2 separate regions of the Sus scrofa genome follow, and region 2 is linked to region 1. A link is a contact called in public HiChIP or PLAC-seq data. All regions are on one chromosome and are shown on one strand. Each heading gives the region's core, a stretch centred on a gene start, on an enhancer-like site or on the middle of the called end of the contact. The rest is flanking DNA. Distances are from core to core; before and after follow the strand shown.

The links. HiChIP or PLAC-seq counts read pairs in DNA pulled down with a chosen protein or histone mark.
Region 2: an H3K27ac HiChIP or PLAC-seq map of alveolar macrophages shows a contact between it and region 1. The contact joins two enhancer-like sites. A contact is called at or near these places in 1 of 47 Hi-C or Micro-C datasets (epiblast stem cells) and 1 of 2 datasets of contacts at active chromatin or transcription factors (alveolar macrophages).

The regions. Positions count from the first base shown.
Region 1 is chr9:102,389,275-102,395,363 of Sscrofa11.1, forward strand. All of the region lies in intron 3 of RSBN1L (round spermatid basic protein 1-like protein), which reads right to left. Among named protein-coding and RNA genes, the nearest start is that of RSBN1L, 43 kb to the right of the region's middle. Within about 2 kb of position 2,982, at least 2 of the 83 cell types and tissues checked have an H3K27ac peak or open chromatin away from gene starts, as enhancers often do. A contact at or near this core is called in alveolar macrophages, where this site is marked.
Region 2 is chr9:102,603,924-102,609,455 of Sscrofa11.1, forward strand. It overlaps LOC102167907 (a long non-coding RNA gene), which reads left to right. Exons shown (of 3, transcript XR_001299008.2): 3 at 4,181-4,387. Among named protein-coding and RNA genes, the nearest start is that of PTPN12, 43 kb to the left of the region's middle. Within about 2 kb of position 3,733, at least 1 of the 83 cell types and tissues checked has an H3K27ac peak or open chromatin away from gene starts, as enhancers often do. A contact at or near this core is called in alveolar macrophages, where this site is marked.

The DNA of each region.
Region 1 (6,089 bases), core at 1,732-4,231:
GAACATATGATCCAGTAACTTCACTCCTGGGGATATAGCTAGAGAAAATGAAAACACTAATTCAAAGAGATAAATGCATCCCAATGTTCACAGTGTAACAGAGGCAGGGCAGGCATGCAGCTATTAGTGCACAGGTGGTTAGTTTGAGACCATTAGCGCATGACTATTAACACAGGACCATTAGAGGTCCTGCTCTGCCAACAGTGGTCCTCTCAGCAGAGTGTGGTAAGAAGCAAATCCTGGTTTTCTCCCTGGTGCCCTCCAGAAAATCCGGCTAGTGGGTGGCTGCAACGAACGCTCTGGAGCTCTGCGGGACACACCTTCAGCTTCTCCCTGGGCCCTCAGCTCACCCAGGCTCCATCTTTGAGACTTAATGGTGGCAGCAATCTCCTTGGGTTTGCAGTCTGCAGGACCAGGCCACTGTTTGCTTGGCGTAAGGAGTCTAAGGGCTGGCTGAGTCCTGGCTGTCTTGCTCCCTCAGTGTTGACAGCTGGGCAGGGTCTGAGGACCTGGCCTGGAGGGAGTTACCAGCTGAAATCTGCCTGCCTGGGCACTGGTGGAAGGATCCAGACCAGGCGATGGACGAATGTCCCCAGGCAGCATGACCAGCCCATGCCCTGGTCCCCCTCATCCTAGCTGTGGCCTACACCCTGGAGGGCAAAAATTGATGCTCTGGACCTTGAACAAGTAAGATGAGAGCAATGATGTCACTTTGCTTACAGAATTTCTTAAGTATTCAAAGTCACAAGGAGACATGGGGACAAAATTTAATGCCTCCTTTCCCTTACTTATTACAGCTTTAGATTAAAAAGTTGCAGATCAGAAAATATTTGTTTTGATGAAGGTCTGCAGAACACTGTGACCTGACCTGAACTGTGTGGACAGCTACAAGAATAAAGGATCTCACACTAACAACTAACCCCACCCCTCCCACACCTTTCCTATGGAAGGCTTTGCTAAAAGCCTTCAAGGAGTTTGAATTTTTAAGTCATGAGCTACCTGTCTCCTTTCATGGCTCTATAATAAACCTTTCCCTGCTGTAAACTCCAACATTTTGGTATTGTTTGGCCTCATTGTGCATTGAGCACACAGACTTGCATTCAGTAACAATACTAGCATTATTTCCAAGAGTCAAGATATGGAAGCAATACAGGCATTCAACTATTGGTGAATGGATAACAAAGATGTGGTATATATAAAATGGAATACTACTCAGCCATTAAAAAATAATGAAATTTTGCTATTTGCAACAATGTGGGTGGACCTGGAGAGTATCACGCTAAGTGAAATAAGTCAGACAGATAAATGCTGTATGTTATCACTTACATCTGCAATCTAAAAAATAAAACTAATGAATATAACAAAAAAGAAACCGACTCAGAGGTATAGAAAACAAATTGGTGGTTACCCCTGGGGAGAAGGGAGGGTAAAGGGGCAAGACAGGGGCAGGGAGTTAGGAAGTACAAATTTTTGGGGTTCCTCTTGTGGCATGAAACGAATCTGACTGGGAACCATGGGGTTGTGAGTTCGATCCCTGGCCTTGTTCAGTGGGTTAAGGGTCTGGCGTTGCCGTTGAGCTGTGGTGTAGGCCAGCAGATATAGCTTTGATTAGGGACCCTCCATATGCTGTGGGTACAGCCCTAAAAAGTAAAAAAAAAAAAAAAAAAAAAAAAAAAAAAAATACAAACTCTTATGTATAAATAAGCTACAATGTATATTACATAGCATGGGGATAGTGCCAATATTTTATAATAACTTTAAATGGAGTAAAACCTATAAAAATTTTGAAGCAATTATGTTGTACACTTGAAACTAATTTAATATTGTAAATCAATTATACCCCAATTAAAATAAATAAAACACACTGTAACTTTTAATTACATACCATTTAATACAACACTTTAGATTAATAACCTAATTTTTCAAACATATACTAAATCAGTTTGAGCCATTAATGTATTGTTTCAAACACAGAAAATTACATATATCAAATTCAAAAAGCATGTACCACTTAATGAAATATATAGATAACACTTAAGTTACTTTAAAAAATAAGACTATAATCCACACACTATTCACAAAAAACAGGAAATAGTACTCCTTGACTGATGTGACACCTATGATACGGCAATATCATAAAGCAAATACCCAGTTTCCTCTATTACATATAACAAAAATAAACCTAGGGGAGTTCCTGTGGTGGTGCAGCAGAAATGAATATGACTAGGAACCATGAAGTTGTGAGCTCGATTCCTGGCCTCGCTCATTGGGTTAAGGATCTAGCATTGCCATAAGCTACGGGGTAGGTTACAGACGCGGCTTGGATCTGGTGTTGCTGTGGCTGTGGCATAGGCCGGCTCCAGCTCCAATGAGACCCCTAGCCTGGGAACCTCCATGTGCCACAGGTATGGCCCTCAAAAAGACAAAAGACAAAAAAAAAAAAAAATCTAGTAGGAGTTGCTATCATGGCTCAGTGGAAACAATTATGACTAGCATCCAAGAGGAAGCAGGTTCGATCCCTAACCTCGATCAGTGGGTTAAGGACCTGGCATTGACACGAACTGTGGTTAGGTCACAGATGCGGCTTGGATCTTATGTTGCTGTGGCTGTGGTGTAGGCTGGCGGCTACAGCTCCGATTTGACCCCTAGCCTGGGAACTTCCATGTGCCATGGGTGCAACCCTAAAAAAACAAAACACAAGTCTACAATCATAAGGAAATAAACCTGAATTCTCTAAAAATAATCTATCCAACAATTACAATTCACGGGCAGTGGAATGGGAGGAGAAACAGGTAAGCTCTGAAAGAATCTCTAAGTAGCCAAAATAAATGTCACAAAAGACATGACTCAGAGAAGTATACTCTTATTTACATGCATGTTTCTATATTAGGTATAATTCTAACTAACCTCTAAAATCATACAGGATAAGAAACCACAAATTTAGAAGAGGAAGGAGGTCAAGGGTAAAAGCAAAGCTGCAACTCCCCTAGGTCATCAGTATTGTATCATCATAATGACAAACCTAAACTGAAATGCCAGTGTCAATAACAATATCTCACAAATTTTGGTTAATGGGAAATGAACTGCTTAATTAGATTATGTTTAAACTAAAACTTTTTTCATTAGTCCTCATGTAATCTTAAAAAAAAAAAGGAGTTCCCACTGTGGCACAGTGGGTTAAGAATCCAATTGCAGTGTCTCAGGTTGCTGTTAAGGTGCAGTTTGATCCCTGGCCTGGCACACTGGGTGAAAGGATCCAGTGTTGCAGAAGCTGCTGTCCCGGGCCTGGGAACTTCCACAGGCCACATGTAGCCATAAAACAAATAAACAAACAAACAAACAAAAAAACATGATTCTGAGGTCAGCTTGCTACAGAGAAAAATGGAGTCTGACAGGAAATACATCTGCCAAAAATAAATCGGTAGGACTCAATACTGCTTTTTCTTATTTTATTTATAAAAATTGGTGCAACAAGAGAAGTAAAGGACACAAGTAATTCAAAAGACCATGAGGACTGACTCACTTGAAACAATGCTGTTTCCCAAAATGTTCCCTGATTATGTCAGTCCCTGAGGAGAGGATTCTACAGTCTAGTAAGTTTGGAAATGGAAAACTCTTCTTCGTGTATGGGAGGTTCACTATACACACTGACTATTAAAGGTTCTGAAGAGTCTCACAGTAAATAAACAAAACTTATTTGGCCTCTCATTAGACAAACTATTTTGACTTCAAAACCCATTTTTCTTGGGAGTTACTGCTGTAGCACAGTGAGTTAAGGATCCAGTGTTGCTGCAGCTGTTGCACAGGTCATAATTCTGGCTTGGATTCAATCCCTGGCCCAGGAACTTCCATATTCTGTGAGTGCAGCCGAAAAAAGAAAAAACAAAAGAACAATAACGAAAAACCCTGTTTTTATTTCCTTTTTTTTTTTTTTTTTTTTTGCTTTTTAGGGCCACGCCCACGGCATATAAATTCCCAGATTAGGGGTCTAATCGGAGCTGTAACTGCTTGCCTACAACACAGCCACAGCAATGCCAAATCCAAGCTGCATCTGCAACACACACCAGAGGCTCAAGGCAACACTGGACCCTTAACCCACTGAGGGAGGCCAGGGATCAAACCCACATCCTCATGGATACTAGTCAGATTTGCTTCTGCTGCACCAAAATGGGAACTCTGCTTCTCAATTTTTTTGTTTCTGTTTTCCTTTTTTACCTGTTTTCTTTTAGTATACTGATCAATATCCCAGTATACTAAAAATTCTACAATTTTTTAGAGTATATAATAGTTATCCATAATAAATATAGAAGATATTATAGATTATTCTAGCCAGTTATCATCAATCTGAAGAAAATACAAAAATAGGATAGTTATTACAATGAAAAATTTAGGGGGTGAGGACAGAAAAGGCTACTGGTTCAATTCTGGTGGGGTTTTTGGGGGGATGGGGAGAAGAAGGAAGGAAGTCTGATTTTAAAAAACAAGACCAAATTTGATTGTGATGATCATCATACAACTACAGATGTGATAAATTCATTAATAAAAAATATATATATAAATAAATAAATAATAAACAAGACCAGCTCACCATGTTCCTGAGGCAATCTAAACATCTAACAAAAATAAATGCGCCACAAGGGGGAGCCATTCCCCATCACATCTGACATTCTTTCAAATCAAAATACAAGTATTAACATCGAATCAATATTTCAAAAATATCCATATACTAAAATAAGTATAAAATTATTATTGTTCATTTAAAAATTATTACAATAAAGGAAAAATTCTCCTTTCTCAATTGGAACATCTGGTACCTGCCATCATATTTTTTATAGATCAGATCAAAAGCAGTCAAGGAGAATATGACAAGCATAATTGGCCAAAAAGAAAATTTATTGCAAAGGCAGGCAATGGTCAAGGATGGCATGTCAAATCATCTTTATTGACCCAGCACAGTGAACGACCCCAGAATGAATTCGATGAATGTTAGTTTTCTCCTCTTACTCTGCAGAAAGTCAGATTTAATAATTGTTTCACTAATAAAATATTAGCCATTTAATTAGGAGTTAACACTTGACATAAGTTATATGATACAAACAACTTAGAACCAGGCTAAAATATAAACAATATTTAGAATTTAGGGGAAGGGAAAGGGTGATTAGAAGATAACTGCCCCAGTTTTCATATTCTCACAGTACTTGCCACAGGGTTTAGAGGGCATGCTGATTAAATACTGGATGACAAGACAGAAACCTCAATTATTCCTTGACAGATAAAACTCCTGTCTTACTTATCTTTTGTTTTTTTTTTTTTTTTTTACCATCAAAGACAAGGAGAACAATAAATACAAATGATTATTTGAACAAAATAGGGCTGGGAGAAAAAAGACAGATGTGGATGATTGCAAATGGTTAAAAATTCTTCCCAAGCATGTAAGCATGTAAGCTCACTTCTGAACTTCCTATCATGAAGAAGTGAATCTGGGTTTAGCCTCCAGATTCCCTTTGGGCAACAGGACATTAGCAAACACAGAAGAGGAGGCTTGCCCTTTTTCTGCTCTATAAACCTTGCAACTACCACCATGTATACAAGCCCACACTAACCTGCTAGATGATGAGAAAAATGTGAACATCATCCCAGCTGACACTACACTAACCAAGCTGAAGACTGTCCAAGGGGGTTCAATAAATTGTGAGAAACAATGTTAAGCCACTTAGTTTTGAGAGTTTTTGTTTGTTCACTGCAGAAAAATAACTAACATAGATACAAAATTTTTCTATTCTCAGACTGAATTTTATCATAGAGTTTGACTGATAATATATTACTAACCTCAGAGAAACAGCATCAGAAAAATGACATGACCTACTAAAACAATATATAATTTCACTATGTCTTCAAATTTTTCAGGCAATCTACAAGGATACAGATGAAAAAGTAAAACAGAATTCTATAAGTAAAAAGAATTCCAAAACCGAAGAGCAAAGATCAGGATGCCTTGATCCTTTTGTATGTGCCAAGTGTGTGCATGTATTTATAAACATATATACACATGCATGCACACACACAGACACACACAGATCTCTAACATG
Region 2 (5,532 bases), core at 2,483-4,982, 220 kb after region 1:
AAGTTACACAGCATGTAGGTAGTTGACATTTGAACACAGTTAAATCTTAGAATCTGGACTCTTTTTCTGTCTTTTCTTTTCTTTTTTTTTTTTTTTTTTTTTTTTTTTTTTTTTTTTGTCTTTTGTCTTTTTAGGGCCATACCCCCGACATATGGAGGTTCTTAAGGTAGGGGTTGAATTGGAGCTGTAGCTGCTGGCCTACACCACAGCCACGGCAGCATCGGATTCTTAACCCACTGAGTGAAGCTAGGGATCGAACCCTTGTCCTCATGGATACTAGTCGGGTTCGTTAACTGCTAAACCATGACAGGAATTCCAGAATCTAGACTCTTAACCACAGGTCCTTGATGCCTCCAATTATAAAATGTAATAAATAATATACCAGCATATTATTTAAAAGTAAATGTAGAGTTGAGTAAATATGGTCTTTGAGGACCACAAAAAGAAATCAACTGTTTTGAGCAACCACTATTTGCCAGGCACTATACACTGTGCTTTTTAGGACTGCACCATGGCAATATGAAGGTTCCCAGGCTAGGGGTCAAATTGGAGCTGCAGCTGACAACCTATGCCACAGCCACAGCAACACAAGGTCCGAGCTGCCTCTGCAATCTACACCACAGCTCGTGGCAATGCTGGATCCTTAACCCACTGAGTGAGGCCAGGGATCGAACCCGAGTCCTCATGGATACTGGTTGAGTTCTTTACTGCTGAGGAACGACAGGAATTCCTTTTTTTCTTTTTTTTTTTTTTTTTGTACTCTGTGCTTTACTTGTATTATTTCATTTAACCGCTACATCACCTCATATGGAGTAGATAATTTTTTATTCCTATATTATAAATGAGAAAACTGAGATTCAAAGGGCTTAAATAACTTTATACAAGGTAACCTCAGGTCTGACAGTAAAGGTCATGCACTGAATTATCATGAATATTGCCTATATAGTCATGGTTACATTTCAACATAATGAAGGATGTTTGCTATTTTGGGTAAGAATGATCTAAGTTAAGTCAGCTTTTAGTTTTCTACATTGTAAATTTTATTCAAAACATATTTTCGGTTAAGTTCATTATTCTGCCCAGTTGTCACTTAGAGAATGAAGAATAATTTAATATTAGAATAGAACATAATAAAAATGGTTATTATATTTGCTTTAAAGTAATCACGTACTATAAGATATTTTAAAGTTAAATATAAATGATTTCTTAATTATATGCTTTTTTAGATGATTCACTATATTCGTCCTTTCTGTTAGTGAAGATGTAAAATTCATAGTATTTCTAAAATCCAGGATTGATGATACAAATTGCAATTGCAAGTCTCAGTAGATAACCATGGCCCACTAATTAGTGTTGTCCTTATCAAAATACCAAAATTATAGAATCTGAAAGCTGGACCAGACTTTTTAAATTATATAGTCCATTTTACAGATAAGGAAAGTGAGGTCTCGAGATTAAAATGAGTTGCCCAATATGACAAAATAGGTTGTGCCAAGGAATGACTGGAAGCCTTTCTTTACTGCCTGCCCTCACCCAGCAGTCATCTCAAAGAAACATACTATCTAAATAGAAATGTGCTTGCTGTGTTATAAAACTTGAAAACCTAAAATCTATTAGAACTCCTTCAAATCACCTCTGATTTATTTAGGTAAAAACAGTGTGTTTGCTGTGCAATAATAAAATCAGACTGCTGCCCTTGTGCCTCCTTCTTCTATATAATCACTCCTAGATTAATCACTGTGTTATAGCTACAGTTCCTCTGACTTCAAGGACAGTTTCTTTCCTTACAGTGTTGTTAGTGAGTCTATTCATAATACGCTCATAAAAATGTTTATGTTGTGCTTACTGTGGCCAGGGGCTTTGTTAAGTGTTTTATGTATACTGACTTATTTGATCTTCCCAGGGACTGTATAAGACAGGTACTACTTTTATCATCTGTGTTTTATAGATGATGAGACTGAGGCACAGAGAAGTCAGAGAAGTCAAGAACATACAAGTTGTAAATGACAAAGCTGGTGATTCAAAAGCAGGTAGCCTGAGTCCACATACAGTGCCCTTAACCACCATACAAATACCTCTTAAAATGTAATATTCATAGGTCTTTCCAGAAAATGTTTAAATATCTGTCCTTAGAATTTCTTGCATTACATATATCCCCTTATTCATAATTAACATTTGTATTTTAGGCAAAGGGATTCTTCTTTATTAGAACTTTTAGCTCCCTTGGATCATTCACTTTCCATTTAAATTTTCTTTTGTTTTCCTTTCTTTTTAAGTCACACCTGCAGTTCCAGGGCTAGGGATCGAATTGGAACTTCAGCTGCCAGCCCACAGCCACAGCAATGAGGGATCTGAGCTGCATTTGTGACCTATGCCACAGCTTGAGGCAACTCCAAATCCTTAACCCACTAAGCGAGGCCAGGGATTGAACCTGCATCCTCATGGACATTAGTCGGGTTCTTAACCAGCTGAGCCACAAAGGGAACTCCTATTTAGATTTTCTTTTTTCTTTTTCTTTGTTTTTTTTTTTTTTTTTTTTTTTTTTTTTTTGCTTTTTAGGGCCACATCTGCGCGTATGGAAGTTCTCACTCTAGGGGTCAGTCAGAGCTGCAGCTGCCGGCCCATGCCACAGCCACAGCAACTCAGGATCTGAAACACGTCTATGAACTCACAGTGCAATGCCGGATACTTAACCCACTGAGTGAGGCCAAGGATGAACCTGCATCCTCACGGATACTAGTCAGATTCTTTTCTGCTGCACCACAGCAAGAACTCCCTAAATTGTCAACTAATGAAATAACTAAATACATTCTTTTTTTTTTTTTTTTTTCTTTTTTTGTCTTTTTGCCATTTCTTAGGCTGCTCTTGCTGCATATGGAGTTCCCAGGCTATGGGTCAAATCGGAGCTGTAGCCACCGGCCTACGCAAGAGCCATAGCAATGCGGGATCCAGGCCGTGTCTGCAACCTATACCACAGCTCACGGCAACGCCGGATCCTTAACCCTCTGAGCAACGCCAAGGATTGAACCCGAAACCTCATAATGTCTAGTTGGATTCGTTAACCACTGAGCCATGACAGGAACTCCTAAATACATTCATTTTAAAATAATTTAAACAATGTAAAATACGTAAAGAGTGAACATTTCCCTTAACTTCCCTCCAATTCTGTTTCAATTTTTCAAGTAACTTTTCAATCTGTTTTCAAAGGTACATTTATAAATGTTTATACATATATATGCACGTGTATCTGTATATGTATATACATGCACACATGTGTATATATTTACACAACTTGTGTGTGTAAATATATGAAACTCATAGGTTTAAAATTTTTTTAGGAGTTCCTGTCGTGGCTCAGTGGGAATGGATCAGAAGGGAATTATCTAGGTATTCCATTTTTGCTCTCTTCTTTTTATTCCTCTATTAAAATATATTTTGTTACTTTTTTTTTTATTTCTTTAGGGCTGCACCCTCAGCATATGGAGGTTCCCAGGCCAGGGGTTGAATTGGAGCTGTAGCTGCTGGCCTACACTACAGTCACACCAACTCCACATCCAAGCTGAGTCTGCGACCTACACCTCAGCTCACAGCAACGCTGTATCCTTAACCCACTGAGCGAGGCCAGGGATTGAATCTGCATCCTCAGGTTTGCTAGTCAGATTCATTTCCACTGAGTCATGATGGGAACTACCATATTTAGTTACTTTTTAAATAAAGCAATAGAGAAGTCAGGCAAAGAACAAGAGGAAGTTATAAGATGCAGCTAAGGGGCACATATATCACTGAACCTTACACAGTCACCAAGAATGGGCTACAATTTTGTCTTTAGACCTTCTAGCAACCAATATGAAGGGAATACCCTGTTAAGATACAGCATATTTAGGTGATGAAAACAAGCCACTTGCTTAGGAAAAGTATAACTAGTCCTCTTGATAAAACCAGAAGAAACTATTTCCTTACGAAAGAGTGGTCCTCACAGAAGATTCTACTTTGTAATGGACATGCAATTCATACTCTAACTATAATTGAATTAGAATTTCTAAGACTGTTTTATAGCATCCTTAAATATAGGCTGATGCCAGCCACCAAAGTGAAAATCAGTAAAAGCAATACCGACACTAGAGTGGCAGTAGCAATACAATCCTGACATCCAGTTCTTTGCTGACCTTTCTGATTTTAGAATCTTTGCAGGCATAGCAAATGCAGATATGTATGGACTTGACCACCTGGAGAGCCCCTGCCTCAAGAAAAGGAAGCAGCTGCCACTTCTCAGCTCCAGCAGATGTTGCCACATGGGGACACTAAGCACAGTGTTGCCACCTTCCATATTTGAAATCTCAACAATTTTTCAATGTTGGCTCAATTTCTTTCTTTCTTTTTTTTTTTTTTTTTTTTTTGTAGTGCTTGCACCCATAGCACATGAAAGTTCCTGGGCCAGGGATTGAATCCGAACCACAGCTGCAACCTTTGCCATAGCTGTGGCAACACCAGATACTTTAATGCACTGCATCACAGCGGGAACTCCTGTTGGCTCACTTTTTAAAAAATACACTGTGAACCAAACAAAATATTTCTTGGGTTAAATCAGTCTTTGTGACTGCTTGTCTAGAGGACTGGACTGATTTCATATCCTTTAGATAGTCTCCCGGTAAACATGCTTCTCTTAGCATATACATTAGTTTTAGTTGTTTTCTAGGTCGGAGGTATGATTGACTTCCTTTTGCAAGAATAGAGTTGCTTTAATGACATGGGTTCCTGAATAGAAAGCCAAAAAGGAAGAGAAGGTAATTCATCCCTTCTCAATTTTCATGAAATGATCAAATGGTCAGCAGAATATTAATTTTAGAGCTGGCTTTCTTCCATGGTACACTTGGAACCAACCCAGAAGAGGCCTAACTTATTGCACAGAGGCCAAAAATGATCTGGTGGCAGTAACCAGAAGACACTTCCTCCTCCTTTTTGTTCCTACATTTGTACTTTCCAACACTGACATTAGTCCTTGGTGTTCTCCTACTTATCTACAGCGAACTCAGAGTTCACAGACATTGGTGACTAGAAGAAGGTTTGACCCCTAATATTATTAGAACCAAAGAGTGCTATTGAAATGTCTGCATATGGGTGCATGAGTGTCCCAGTTCCTACGTAGTGGCTTCCACAGCTAAGTCCTTCTGATGCATGTATACAGCTAAGGCTATGTCAAGGAGATTAATGTGGTTGTCTTATTAGGGTCTTCTGAAGCACATGTCAAAAATGTACATAGCCCGTGGAGTGACAAATTTCATATTTTAAGATGACCTGAAATATCTGGGTAATCAAAGTCAAAAAGAGTATAAAACTTCAGAAACCACACCCGTAAATACATCTGACTCCTTTCTTTTTGGATTATAAATTCAGGGAACACTTCTTTAAATTTAAGTGTAAAATCATATGGCTTATAGATCTAAAGGAAGTTTTCAGGGTATTTGGAGTACATGGCATTGTTATAAGAGTACACCTGTGCCTAGTTGGAGCTGTTTGACATATTTGGAGGGA